2 separate regions of the Triticum aestivum genome follow, and region 1 is linked to region 2. A link is a contact called in public Hi-C data. All regions are on one chromosome and are shown on one strand. The core of a region is the stretch at or near the end of the contact, and the rest is flanking DNA. Distances in the headings are between cores, read along the strand shown.

What was found. Hi-C and Micro-C count contacts between places; a contact is called where the count stands out from the background.
Region 1: a contact with region 2 is called in a Hi-C map of leaf, with 2.9 times the contacts expected there. The contact joins the promoter of LOC123046414 here to the promoter of LOC123046413 in region 2. A contact is called at or near these places in 3 of 5 Hi-C or Micro-C datasets (all in leaf).

The regions. Positions count from the first base shown.
Region 1 is chr2B:633,789,989-633,795,846 of IWGSC CS RefSeq v2.1, forward strand. LOC123046414 (disease resistance protein RPM1) reads left to right here and starts at 4,289. Exons shown (of 1, transcript XM_044469780.1): 1 at 4,289-5,858. The coding sequence starts at 4,377.
Region 2 is chr2B:633,432,939-633,439,598 of IWGSC CS RefSeq v2.1, forward strand. It overlaps LOC123046413, which reads right to left and starts at 5,326. Exons shown (of 38, transcript XM_044469779.1): 1 at 5,047-5,326; 2 at 4,437-4,650; 3 at 4,258-4,353; 4 at 4,053-4,170; 5 at 3,796-3,969; 6 at 3,435-3,605; 7 at 3,268-3,323; 8 at 3,081-3,170; 9 at 2,856-3,004; 10 at 2,632-2,714; 11 at 2,376-2,504; 12 at 2,151-2,225; 13 at 1,859-2,027; 14 at 1,418-1,557; 5 more. The coding sequence starts at 5,203.

The DNA.
Region 1 (5,858 bases), core at 3,039-5,538, 360 kb after region 2:
GGCACGGACACGAGACGGACGTGTGCGCGCCTACTCCTCTCCCTGCGCCCACCGATCGGTGGCAGCCACCACCATTTCCCCTCATTCCCCCCCCCCAAAACCCTCCCGCCTGCGCGCGCTTCCGCCCCACGCCCGCCATGGACGACGACCTCGACCTCGACGCTGCCGCCGGCCTCGCCTCCCTTGCCTCATCCGGCAAAGGCAAGCCTCGCGCCCCCTGCAAGGCCGCTGCGCCGAAGCCGAAGAAGGTGCTGACGCCTGAACAACGGGCAAAGGAGTCGGCCAAGAGGAAGGACCGGAGGCACGTGGCGGACGCCGTCGCCGCCGCCTCTCAGCAGCAGGTCACCAACGCCCGCGTCGCGGCGGTAACGAGGGAGGCGGTCTACATGATGGGGTTAAACCCTAGCCAGCATAGCCTCGTCAACGCCGTCGTGGCCGCCGCGGTCAGCACCGGATCATCCGCCTTTCCTCGGACGATGCTGCCTGACTCGCCCCGCGCGGCGGCTTGCACCCCGGTGCCCGGCTTCCACGTCTACCCGCAGGCCTCCCGCCTCTCGGGGGAGTGCTCACCCGAGGTGAGCATGGTTGCTCCTTCCACGACCGCGCCCATCGACCTCAACGCCACACCGGTGGCCACTGGCTCGTCAGCCGGAGGCGCGAGGAAACACGTGCGGCAAACGCCAGCCGACCAGCTGCCGGGCGCACGCAACCCGTTCGACGGAATGTCGGTCGCCGGCGACAGTGACTACATGCAGAACATGATCTTCGAGGGTGGTGCGCAGGCCGCTGGCTTCGATCCCGACGAGACACAAAGCCAGGATGGCCGAGGGGCGTTCACGCCATCCGCTGGCTACAATAAAGATCAGGCCGCCTTCATGCGTGATCAGGTCAGCCTGGACCTGGACGGCTTCCCTCTTGACCATGAGTTTTCGGAGGACTACGGGCTAGAGGAAGAGGACGAGTGCGACATCGAAGGGGAGCCTTTGTTCGAGGACAAGCTCGCCAACCAAGCCGTCGGGCCGAAGCCAAAGCACAAGAGCAAGCGAACCAAGGCATACACGGCGGCCGAGGACAAGCTTCTTTGCGAGTGTTGGAGAGATATTGGGCAAGTCCCCAAGACGGGCACCAAACAAAAGCATTCAACCTTTTGGATTCGTGTCCACCGTGAGTTCCATCAGCGCAAGAAGTTTCCGCCGTACCAAATAGTAAGCGCGCGCGGGTGGTGTCCATTTCGAAGCGATGGAGGGTGATCCAACAAGAGTGCAACAAGTTTTGTGCCACTCTTGAGAGCATCAAGGCCCACCCCGTGAGCGGCATCGGCATGCAAGACATGGTATGCTAGCAAGCCGCCCTCTTTTTGTGTCATCAAGTTTATACATGTGTGTTCATTTGCATATCATTTTGCCAATATGCTTGCATAAAATACATTTGTAGTCATTTCAAGCTTTGGAGGCATTCAAGGTCCAACACAATGGCAAGTGCTTCAACCTCTCCCATTGATTTAGGGTGATCAAAGACGAGGAGAAGTTCAAGGGACAATATGCCATCCTCAAGTCGCGTGGTGGGAAGCAAGCCATGGAGGAGGTTGGGGACGGCGAGAAGGCTCGGCCGCGGGGGAAGGCCACCTCCAAGAAGGAGGACAAGCAGGATGCGGCATCGATCGCCTTGATCACAACCGTGAAGGGCATGATCATCAAGAAGGACTCAAGGGAGGAGAAGCGTCGGCAAGAAAGAGAAGAGCAAATGAACGCCTTCATGGAGATCCAAAGGAGGAGGCTTGACATGGAGGCGGAAAAGCAAGCATGGATGCTTGAGATGGAGGCGGAGAAGCAAGCCAAGATGCTAGAGATCGAGGCCGCCAACGCCAAGACCAAGGCCAAAGAAGTGGCTCTCGCGAGCATGATGACCGGGGTGGAGATCATGAAGGTGGATCTCAACACCGTGTCGCCAAGGAAGAGGCCGTGGTTCGAGAAGATGCAGGCCGACATGCTCAAGTTCGACGATGAGTGATCTATATGGTGGCGAGCCTCATCTTTTTGGATGCCGACAGGTGTGCTGGCATGATCACGGGGGCCGTGATGGCATGGTCGAACTCAAGTCCCACCCTTTTTTGTGTGCTGGCATGTGTGCCGGCCGGCTGGCGAGTGCGCCAGCATGAATTGTGGTGTTATTTTTTGAAGCCGGCATTGTATGCTGGCATTGGCATGATGCCGGCATGAGACATGGGCGCTGGCATGATCGGTCGTGGGCCTTTTTTTAATGTTGATTGTGGACATGAAATGGATCGGCGCGTTGGGCGCACTGCCGATCCAAATCTAAAACATGGCGGATACCGGGCGGGCGGCCGGTCCAAACGGACAAGAAAGGACAAATTCACCGTCTGTTTGGGTCAACCTGTTGGAATTGCTCTTAGAGAAGGAGAAAACTGATGGCTCGCGTCATATAACCGAATGGCTCGTGAGGCTGCCGCCGGCCGACACGTAGCATGCCAAAAAAAATTATACCATAAACTACTCCCTCCATTGCAAAATAAATGTCTTGAGCTTAGTACAAATTTGTACTAGAGCTAGTACAAAGTTGAGACACTTATTTTGAAACGGATGGGTAGAAAAAAATACTTGGACACGTCTAGGGAGCGGCCGGCTGCTCCCTAGCTGTTCAGAGTGGCCTACTTATTTGTCCTAATATGATCCTAAAAGGAAAAATAGTATCTTTCATGTGAATCAGAAGTGCTAAAAAGGACGCTCCTAATTAATCATTCCACGTGATCTCTTGTCATATGATGGATGTCTGCATGCCTCCTGCGAGCCTTGTCTTTTGCGTAATACTTTTGGGTTTTCAAAATTTTAAAAAGCCATATCTTTCAAACCACGTGTCGGAATTCAGATCCGTTTTCACCATTGGAACCCTCGTGACGTGCTCTTCGAAACTAGATCCCGCATGGGTATGTTTTGACGAATTTTTTTTGGTGCCAACTAAGTCCCTCATTTTGTGCAACTGCCTAACAGTTGATGTGCAACTACCTGACATCAGATGTGCAACTTTTCGTCTACCCCATGGAAGTATAGTTTTCATTGATGGCACATCTACTCCCAAACTACCTCCTCCTAGTGAGATGTTCAAATTCGTGTTTTGCCCAGGCCAACTACCTAGTAGTTCATGTGCAACTTTTCCCTTACCCATGATTGTGCTTTCACTGTTTGCTGCATCAGCCAATTTTCTAGCAGTGGATGTGCAACTTCGGATACTATCACCGCCAACTGTCTACTAGTGATGTGCAACTATCCCTCATACCTCATGGATGTTTAATTTCCTTACTAGCACTCGAAAACACCCGTCTAGTGGGATGTGCAACTTTAGCGCCCCGTTTATATGCAACCTTTACTACCCTCATGAGTATGTAACTTTTCACTGCCCTCATGAATATGGAATTTTCACCATCCAACTATCCCTACTTGTGAGATGTGCAACTTTATATGTTGCTATGGCCAACTGCCTAGCAGACTTTGTGCAACTCTATTTGTTGCCCCCGCCAACTGAAACTACATATCCACAAGTAGGGAGGGGAAAGAGTTGCACATTTAGTAATAGAAAGTTGGCTCGAACAACAGACTAAGTTGCACGTATCACTAGTAGGGAAGGTGGGGCGGGTGTGACAACTGTAAAAAGCCTACACATCCACGAGAAGGACAAGGGTTGTACATCGACTACTACATAGTTGGTCGGGACAGTAGACTAGTTGCACATCAAATTTTCATGGTTGCTAGGTTGTAACCTCATGTGAAGTTAGATCATGCAGCTCAAAAAACTGGTTTTGAAAAAATTTGCACCATGTATAGTATTAAAGTTGCACAATGCAGTACTGAAGTTGCACAATATAGCGCCAAAGTTGGCATCAAAAAAATTTCGTCGAAACATACCCATGCGGGATCTAGTTTCAAAGATCTCGTCGCGAAGAATCCAAGAGTGAAGACGGATCTGAAATCCGACGCGCAATTTAAAAGATATGGCTTTTTAAAAATTCAGAAAACCGAAATAATTGCACGTGAACCTGTTTCTTTCGAATCGAACTAACCACTGTGAACGCATTTAATACTAATAATGACATGCACTAGCTGATACTGTAAAAAACAATTCATGCATGGTTGAGAAGACCGGCCGCTTGTTTTCTTCAAAAAGTACACGTGCATTTTAAAGAATTTGGGAAAATATTTTGCGGTATCCTTTGAACGATTTTTGCGCCACGGCACGTCAGGCGATCCGCGTCCTACCGGATGTGGTAGAGATGCTCTCAGTCGTAGAGAATCGCTGACTTTCTTTCTGGACCAGGGCAGCACTTTCTCGGCCACACCACGCAGCTCGCCTACGGCGAGGCCATGGCCGAGATGATCGCGATATCGCTCTCGGCGAAGGTCGCCGCAACGCTGTCGCGCAGTGCGGTCGTCGACATCTCCTCTCTCGTGGCCGTCCGCTCGGGCATCGCCGCCGCGGCGCGGGACCTGGAGCTCCTCCGCGCGTTCCTCCGGTTCGCCGACTCCCGCCGCGGCGCGGACGCGCTCGCCTCCGCCTGGGTGGACCAGATCCGGGACGTCGGCTTCGAGCTGGAGGACGCCGCGGACGAGTACGCCTTCCTCTCCGGCGGCGGCTTCGTCCGCGCCTGCGCTAACTTCGGCGCGTGGCTCGCTCTGGCCAGACGGCTAGGCAAGGCGCGGGTGAGGCTCCGCGACCTGTCGGACGCCAAGGAGCGGTACGGCATCCGACCGGCCGAGGCCTCCGCGTCCAGCTCCGCTCCCGACGGCGGCACCGCGGCCTTCGTAGGCCGGAAGCTAGCGGAAGCAGCACATTTCTTGCAGGATGGGGAGATCGTCGGCTTCGCGGCGCACAGAAGGTCACTGATGAAATGGCTCACGGAGGACCTTGACTCCCGGCGGTCGCTGGTCGCCGTGTGCGGGATGGGCGGCGTTGGGAAGACCACTCTGGTCACCAGCGTGTACAAGGAGGTCGCCGCAAGCCGCCACTTCGACTGCGCTGCGTGGGTGTCCGTCTCCAAGAACTTCACTACGGATGACCTTCTAAGGAAAATTGCCAAAGAACTCCACCGGGACGCTCGGGCCGGCATGCCAGACATTGACGAGATGGACTACCGGTCGCTGGTGGAAGCTTTGCGTGGGCATCTCGCCAAGAAGAGGTACTTGTTATTGCTGGATGATGTCTGGCATGCCGATGCGTGGTATGAAATACGCAATGCGTTGGTTGATGATGGAAAAGGGAGCAGGATAATCATCACAACACGCAGTCAAGATGTTGCCTCTCTGGCAGCATCCACCAGGATCATCATGTTGGAACCGCTCCCTCAGCAAGAAGCATGGTCCCTGTTTTGTAACACCACATTCAGGGAAGATGCCAACGGGGAGTGCCCGCATCATCTGGAGCATTGGGCTTTGAAGATTCTGGGCAGATGTTGTGGTCTACCATTAGCAATTGTATCAGTTGGTAATCTCCTTGCATTGAAGGATAGAACGGAATTTGCTTGGAAGAATGTCCATGACAGCCTTGACTGGAATGAAAGCAGTGTTCGTGGAATCGGGCAAGTGTCAAGCATACTGAATCTGAGCATTGACGATCTGCCTTATTACCTGAAGAGATGTTTGCTGTATTGCAGTATATACCCTGAAGATTTCTTGATCAAAAGGAAAATTCTGATCAGGTTGTGGATTGCAGAAGGCTATTTTGAGGAGAAGGGCCAGGGCACAATGGAGGAGATTGCGGATGATTACCTGCACCAGCTCGTGCAACGTAGCCTGTTGCAGGTCACGCTAAAAAATGAGTTTGGACGAGCGAAACGGCTCTGCATTCAT
Region 2 (6,660 bases), core at 4,076-6,575:
AAAACATAAACAAATCATCAAGCGCTATATTTTCACCAGCATCAATCTGCATACACCACAAAGTGAGGACAGAACATGAGATACTCTCAGAAGTCACAAGGAAAACAGATACAGATTTATTTATGTTTTGTAAGCAGTAACACACCATAAAATTCTGCTTAACATAGGAAGACTGGACCCTTAGCAGACCCCAAAATATGCAGACAAGAATTCTAGCATTCAATGCATCTGTGTCATTATTGAAAATATGCTTCACTAGTTCCGTAATGCACTTCTCAAGGTTGTCAATGCTGATCTGCGTGATGTAAAACAAAAGGTATGGCATGTAAATATTTGGTAAATCATCCACAAATGGAATAAACAATAGTAGAGTAAAGCAGTAACACCTCATCACCAATACAATCGCCTTTTGGCTGTATGTGAGACCATTCGTTCTTCAGAGCTGGCAAACAAACTTGGCACAGATTCACCTGCTTATCCAAAACTGAAGAGGGCGAGAAGAAAATAAGTAATTGGTGTGCGCACGTGTGTGTGACAGAAGATTCAGACATAAAATTTAATTTCAGAAAGAAGTCAGACTGCATCCAACTATCACTTCGAAGAATGCTAATAACTAGCTTGACAAGCAAGAACAATATGAGTATATAGGGCAGTTTATTTGAATACCGCAATTAATACTCAATAAATACTACTCCCTCCGTCCCAAAAACAACTATGACAAGTTAGTACAAAGTTGAGTCACTTATTTTGGGACGGAGGGAGTAACATTCTTAGTAAAACAACCATGACAAGTCCTACCAGAAATGATAAGAGCAAAGCTGCGAAGATGGATATACCTTCAGTAGGAATAAGCAGAGCTTGCAATACTATGAGTAAGAACAGAGTTCTAGAAAAGCTACTTCGGTTTCCACAGTCAGCCAACCACTCCACATGTTTATTTGGGTTTGATAGAAAAGTTTCAGCAAAAGCTTGGATGTTCTTCATGTTAATGGAGGCTATAGATTCCAAAGGCACGTTCTGCAATGACATAATAAGATATATAGTTATATGAAAAATAGAAAGAATGTAGCATGTCCCAATAGCAATATCTACAGAAAAATATGTTTGTTATTTCATACATGTTTTACATATCTAGCCATATAACTGCAAAGAGCTGAAGATGTGGAAATGGATATATAAAGAGTAAGAATCTATCATGACATATTCAGGACAGGTAAGAAATCTCACCTTCGCTTCAGGATCAGTGAGCTCATAAACAAGAGGACTACTTGCATAGAAATCCCATTGTATTTTCTTAGCTAGCTCCAAGGCCTTCAAATTTACCTTCAAGGTCTGCATCCATTTAAACATTCAAAATGAGGAATATGTGCAGGAAAATAAATGGTGCAAGCAAACAATATAAGATTAAAAAGCTAACCTTTGGGTGAACAATAAGAAGACCAAATACTACTGTAGCGATGTCCTTGGCATGTTCCATGTGATGCACCTGATATTCCATAACCATCTTTTCCAAACATGAAACAGCAACATCACAAGCCTTTGATGTTTTTGAACCACCTAGAGTACCATAGAACAAATAGTATTGTCACTTACTGACTAGTAACTCCTATAGATATAGTATCGAGCATTAGCAACAAGAGGGGGGAAACAGTAAACCCAGTTCCTTAACATTCCTTGATTTTGTATGCTGGACTGAATTACAAACAATGTTGACTGTATTTTTTCTAAAGCTAATTTTTAAACCATACTAACAACCTCATGCGTAAATGGAAGTTCTAGCAGCTAAGCTACACAGCAAATTTCTGCACGAGATAATAAAACAAACTCATCAAGAGGCCAACAAATGAACATTGCCCACCTTTGTGAATGATGTCGGTGCATTTCACGAGCAAATCATCGTATGCTTTTAGAAGGCCACGAGGACTGGCGATAGCGGCTAGTCCTTCTATGGATAAGGCAGCTTGAACAACACTTAGATCATCATCATACAAACTGCGAATTATTGCATCTTGCATATTTATAAACTTCTGCAGGAAAACATAAATAACACAAGCCAGCAGATCAACACTCGAGGGAAGTAATAACTTCAAATAGAACAAGTATCATGTACTGCACCAGATACATTTGCAAAAGAAGGATGCAAACATTACCTCTGGATTTGCAGTACTTTTCTTTAAAATGTCGGACTTGGCAATTTTCGAGAGAGCAGATTGACGGACCACAGCCTGCATGATGAACAAAATTTAGTGCAGAGAAGGGAACAAACTAATTCCCAAAAGATGGTACATAAATTATGTGGCATTCAATTCATCAAATATGACATAGACAAGGGTTAGCAGTTCTACAAATTTGCATAAAATAAATCCATATCAGACCTTTGGGTGATCCAGACTGAACCAGATGTTAGCATCAGAAATTTCAGCTGGCATGCTCTTGCTTTCATCAAACACTAAGCTGAGCAACTTGGAAGAAGAATCCCCTTTTACTGAGTTAATTTCAGATTCCTGGCAGAATGACGTTCTAGATCAATGACTTCCAAAATTGAAATGAAGAACATTCATAATGAAATAGAGCAGAACAAAAAAATACAACTAGGAAATATATGAAGCTGGATAAGCAACAAATTTATACCTCAAGAAATTTACGGATAGCATCACGTAGCTCACATGAATATTTTTTTTCAATTGCAGCGAAGATCTTCTTTGCCCATATACCTGAGTATTATAAAGATAGAACATTGGTAGGGGAAGATGATCTTTCATAATGAAGCACTACTGAGAGTACAATACACACACACATCAATGTATGGATAATTGATCAGTTTAAAACATAATTGCCAGAAATACAATGACTACCTGTGCGGTTTATATCTGGATTGTCGGTGACCCGTGATGCTTTGATACAGTTTCCAAGAACCTTCCGCACAATCCTTTCAACAAAGTTCTTGATAGGTATTGTCTCCATGGTTTCAATAAGGTGCACGTGGCAGGATTCATCACTAGTACTGTTCACATGTTTCCAGAGTCATGGAATGAAAGTAATATACAAAAATAATCACAGTTATCACATGAGCAAATTACCTGTAGTCAACCAGTGATTCAACATAAAGCCTAACGAAATTCTCAATGTTGAACTCGCTTGATAATACAGAAAGGACGCCAGAAAAATCCCTGTAAACAAATTGCCATCAAATAACCAATGCCCAATGCTAAGAAGAAACTGAATATATAGGCCATCTGGTAAACCGAAGCCACAAGTAAGCCTTACCTGATGTCTTTTAGAATCATCAATGGCTTCTTACGGAATTCATGGACAGACTGCGACTGCAACATTAACAGAAAACCTTTATATCATTGATGCATCGAGTTTAATACTTGATATACAGAAGCACATTTTATGGGGGACTTGTGACAAGAAAGTTGTTATGGACCAACCTGAACTAGACTTATAATAGCCATTACTGTAACACGAAGCCACGGTAAATCAACCGACTCCAATGCATCATGCTGTGCAGCCTTTGCAACAAAGATAATTAAGTCTTGAACAAGTTTTGGTGCCAGTGTTGCTCGTGTTGCCAGTACCCCAACAATCATCAGAGCGCCAGCCTGGTTATAAAAGAACCCATCACAATGATGTAGCTTAAAGAGCATAAGGTGGATTTCAGAAAATATAAAAAAATTTGCATGCAGACTTAATTTTTATTTAGCATTGTAATCGTAATGAATAGGTAAACAAACATTGAGATGTCAATTTTGCATAAATGGATAACATAAGTTACATATCTTTCAAGCCAACCTTATAATCTCGGTCTGCCCCAATATCAGGATTAAGGGAGTCGAACACATATCCCACCACCCTCTGCACTATATTTGAATCAAGCTTGGGGATAGCTCCCAAGCACTCCACAATTACTGCAGTGCAAAAGCACACCACTGTCCTTGAATGAAGGAAACCCTTTTTTGGTGCCGCCTGGTAATTGATGAAAACATCAAGCACGAACCTTCAAAGGCAAGGGATAATCCTACAACAAAAAATAAGGCAGCCTAACTTACATAGTTGGAAAGGGTCTCCAGCAAAGAAGTATCACGGATGCACTGCTGTACTAGAACACTCCTGGGCGGGGGTGCACCCGAGGATTTCACACCATCAAGAAATGTCCACTTACTGTTCCTGAGTGCACAACATCAAGCAAACACTGAGTGAATTGAAAAGATAAAGGGAACAAACCAAGCATAAACCAGGACCTCTGACACCCACCCTAAGTTGACCAACTGCACAATCCGAACAAACGCATGTGTATCATGGTACGGCAATGCACACAGCAGCAACTCATCCACGTTGTAGACATGCACCCTGCATGAACATTTCCGTCAGATACAGAAGAACAGGCTAGAGCTCACGGGGAGGGACGAATGTAGCTGAAGGTTGGTACATACAGGTATCGGCGGATAAGGTATTCAAGCGTCTTGAGGGCAGCTGGAAGCTGCAGATAGCCAGCTAGAAGGCCAAGGTAGGAGGAGATGGACTTGTTCAGCTTGTCATTTTCCTTTTGAGTTTGCTGCTCACGGTTGACCTCAAGGCTAGTCTGGCTGAATAGCGTGCTACTGTACCTCGCAAACCTCTCGTCCACACCAGTAAGATGCTCCAAGCCTACATATCACAATTCCAGTCAATTATTGCAAGGAAACATAAACGTGCGTGCAAGTCCTCCATATGCGAAACTAGCATAGCTTGATGTGAGAAGTTAGAAGAATTCTGAAAAAATTCAGGAGTGGCTCTGATGTACAGAGTGCAGTGCAGTGTACTCTATCAGCTGACAAATCGCAGAAAAAATCCTAGGGGCTAGGGTAACCATGGGTGCAATTATTTGGAATAACCAAGGAGCCTGACGACCAAATCGAAAATGGTTGGTAATACGCGCTTGAGCTAGCGAATAAATATACCAAAAGTAGTATTGTTCAAGGGAACAGGGAGCTAGGAAACATGGTATCAAAGGAACAGTATGCTTAGATCGATAGAGATGTTCGTCGGGCGAGGGATGGGTACCGGAGAGGGCGATGGGGAGGATGGCGCGGAGGTCGATGTCGGCGGCCTCCTTGGCGTCGAAGAGCACGGACGGCCGGGTGATGGGCCGGCGAGTCGACTCCGGCGCGGAGCCGAGGGCCGACTTGATGGCCTGCAGCTGCGACGCAATCGAAGACATCGCCTGGGGTATGGGGGTGGCGCCGCGGACGCCGCCGCCGCTAAACCCTAATAAAACCCTGCGCGGCGGGAGGGGAGGGGAGGGGAGAGGCGGCGCCGAGCAGGTCGGGGAGGGAGGGGTGTAGGCAGCACGCAGCAAGGAAGCGGTCGGTTTTGTGGTGGTGCGCTAAGCGAGAAGGTCATGGGCCGGATCGCTGTGGAAGCCCATCTCACTGCCGTCGGCGAGGCCCGGTTAGCTGTTCCCAGACGATCAACTCAAAAAAAAACAGAGAATCGAATTGCTGCCATCAGACAGCATCGAAATCACTAAAAAAATATTTGCGGGAAAGAGGATTCCATTATAATTATGTAATTACAATCAGCGGCAACAATGCTCGCAATCTCATCAGGGGAGACACAATCAGCAGGCAGTCCACTGTTGTGTGCGTCCCATTTGAGCGAGAGTATGACTAGCTACATTTATTTCACACTTGATCTTGATTATTTGAATCTTTCCTTTCTTGAGACAGAATTGCTTTGATAACCGTAACCCTGTGGGTGTTTGCTGAATGGTCCTTCCTGGCATCCGATATTAGTTGTATTGCATTTGCGCTGTCCGTCTCAACTAGGATGTCTGAATTAGTCCAGTTGAGAGCCAGTGTAATTCCTTCATGGATCGCCACTGGTTCGGCTTTCAATGCATCTGCGCAGTTTCCAAGCCCTCTAATTGCAGCAAGCGTTATAGCTCCCGAGTGGTCACGAAGGATCATCCCTGCTCGTGCAGTACCATTCGTTGGTTGGAAGGATCCGTCGACATTGAGTTTTGCACAGCCAACCACCAGTGGTATCCACCGTTGTACATGTGGTATGGGGTTGTACTTCCTCACAGGCTTGCCAAAGTAGTCCCCACCATGTTTACCTTTGACGGGTCTGCATCTAGATACTTGTAGAGACAAGAGGGATGTGACATAGCTGGCAAGGAAACGACGTGAGGGCTCGATTGGAACCGTCGGCTTCTCATGTGTAATTTTGTTTCTTGCATACCAAGCTCGCCAGAGAATCATTAATACCATTATTCGTTGGGTCTCGTTCAGCTTTTCCAAGAGTCTGAATATCCACTCCGGCTCTGTATCTTGCAAAGTTTCCTCACCTGGAATGTCCCAGATCTCTCTCATAGCATTCCATAGGCCAGCAGCATGGGGGCAACGAACAAGGGTGTGATGTGTGTCCTCCATAGCATGCCTACATATGGTGCATTCTTGGTCATTCTGCATGTGCTTAGATTTTTTACTCGCTTCTGTCACCAGAGCTTCATGTGCAGCTTTCCACGCAAAAATGCGCACCTTAGGTGGCGCTTGATTCCTCCAGATTAAGTCCCACGCAGATCGTTGGCCATCCGGACGCACGCTGGAAGAAACAATGTCACTTGCATTCATTTTCTCCTATAAGCCAAGGGAGTATGCGCTCTTTACACAGAAG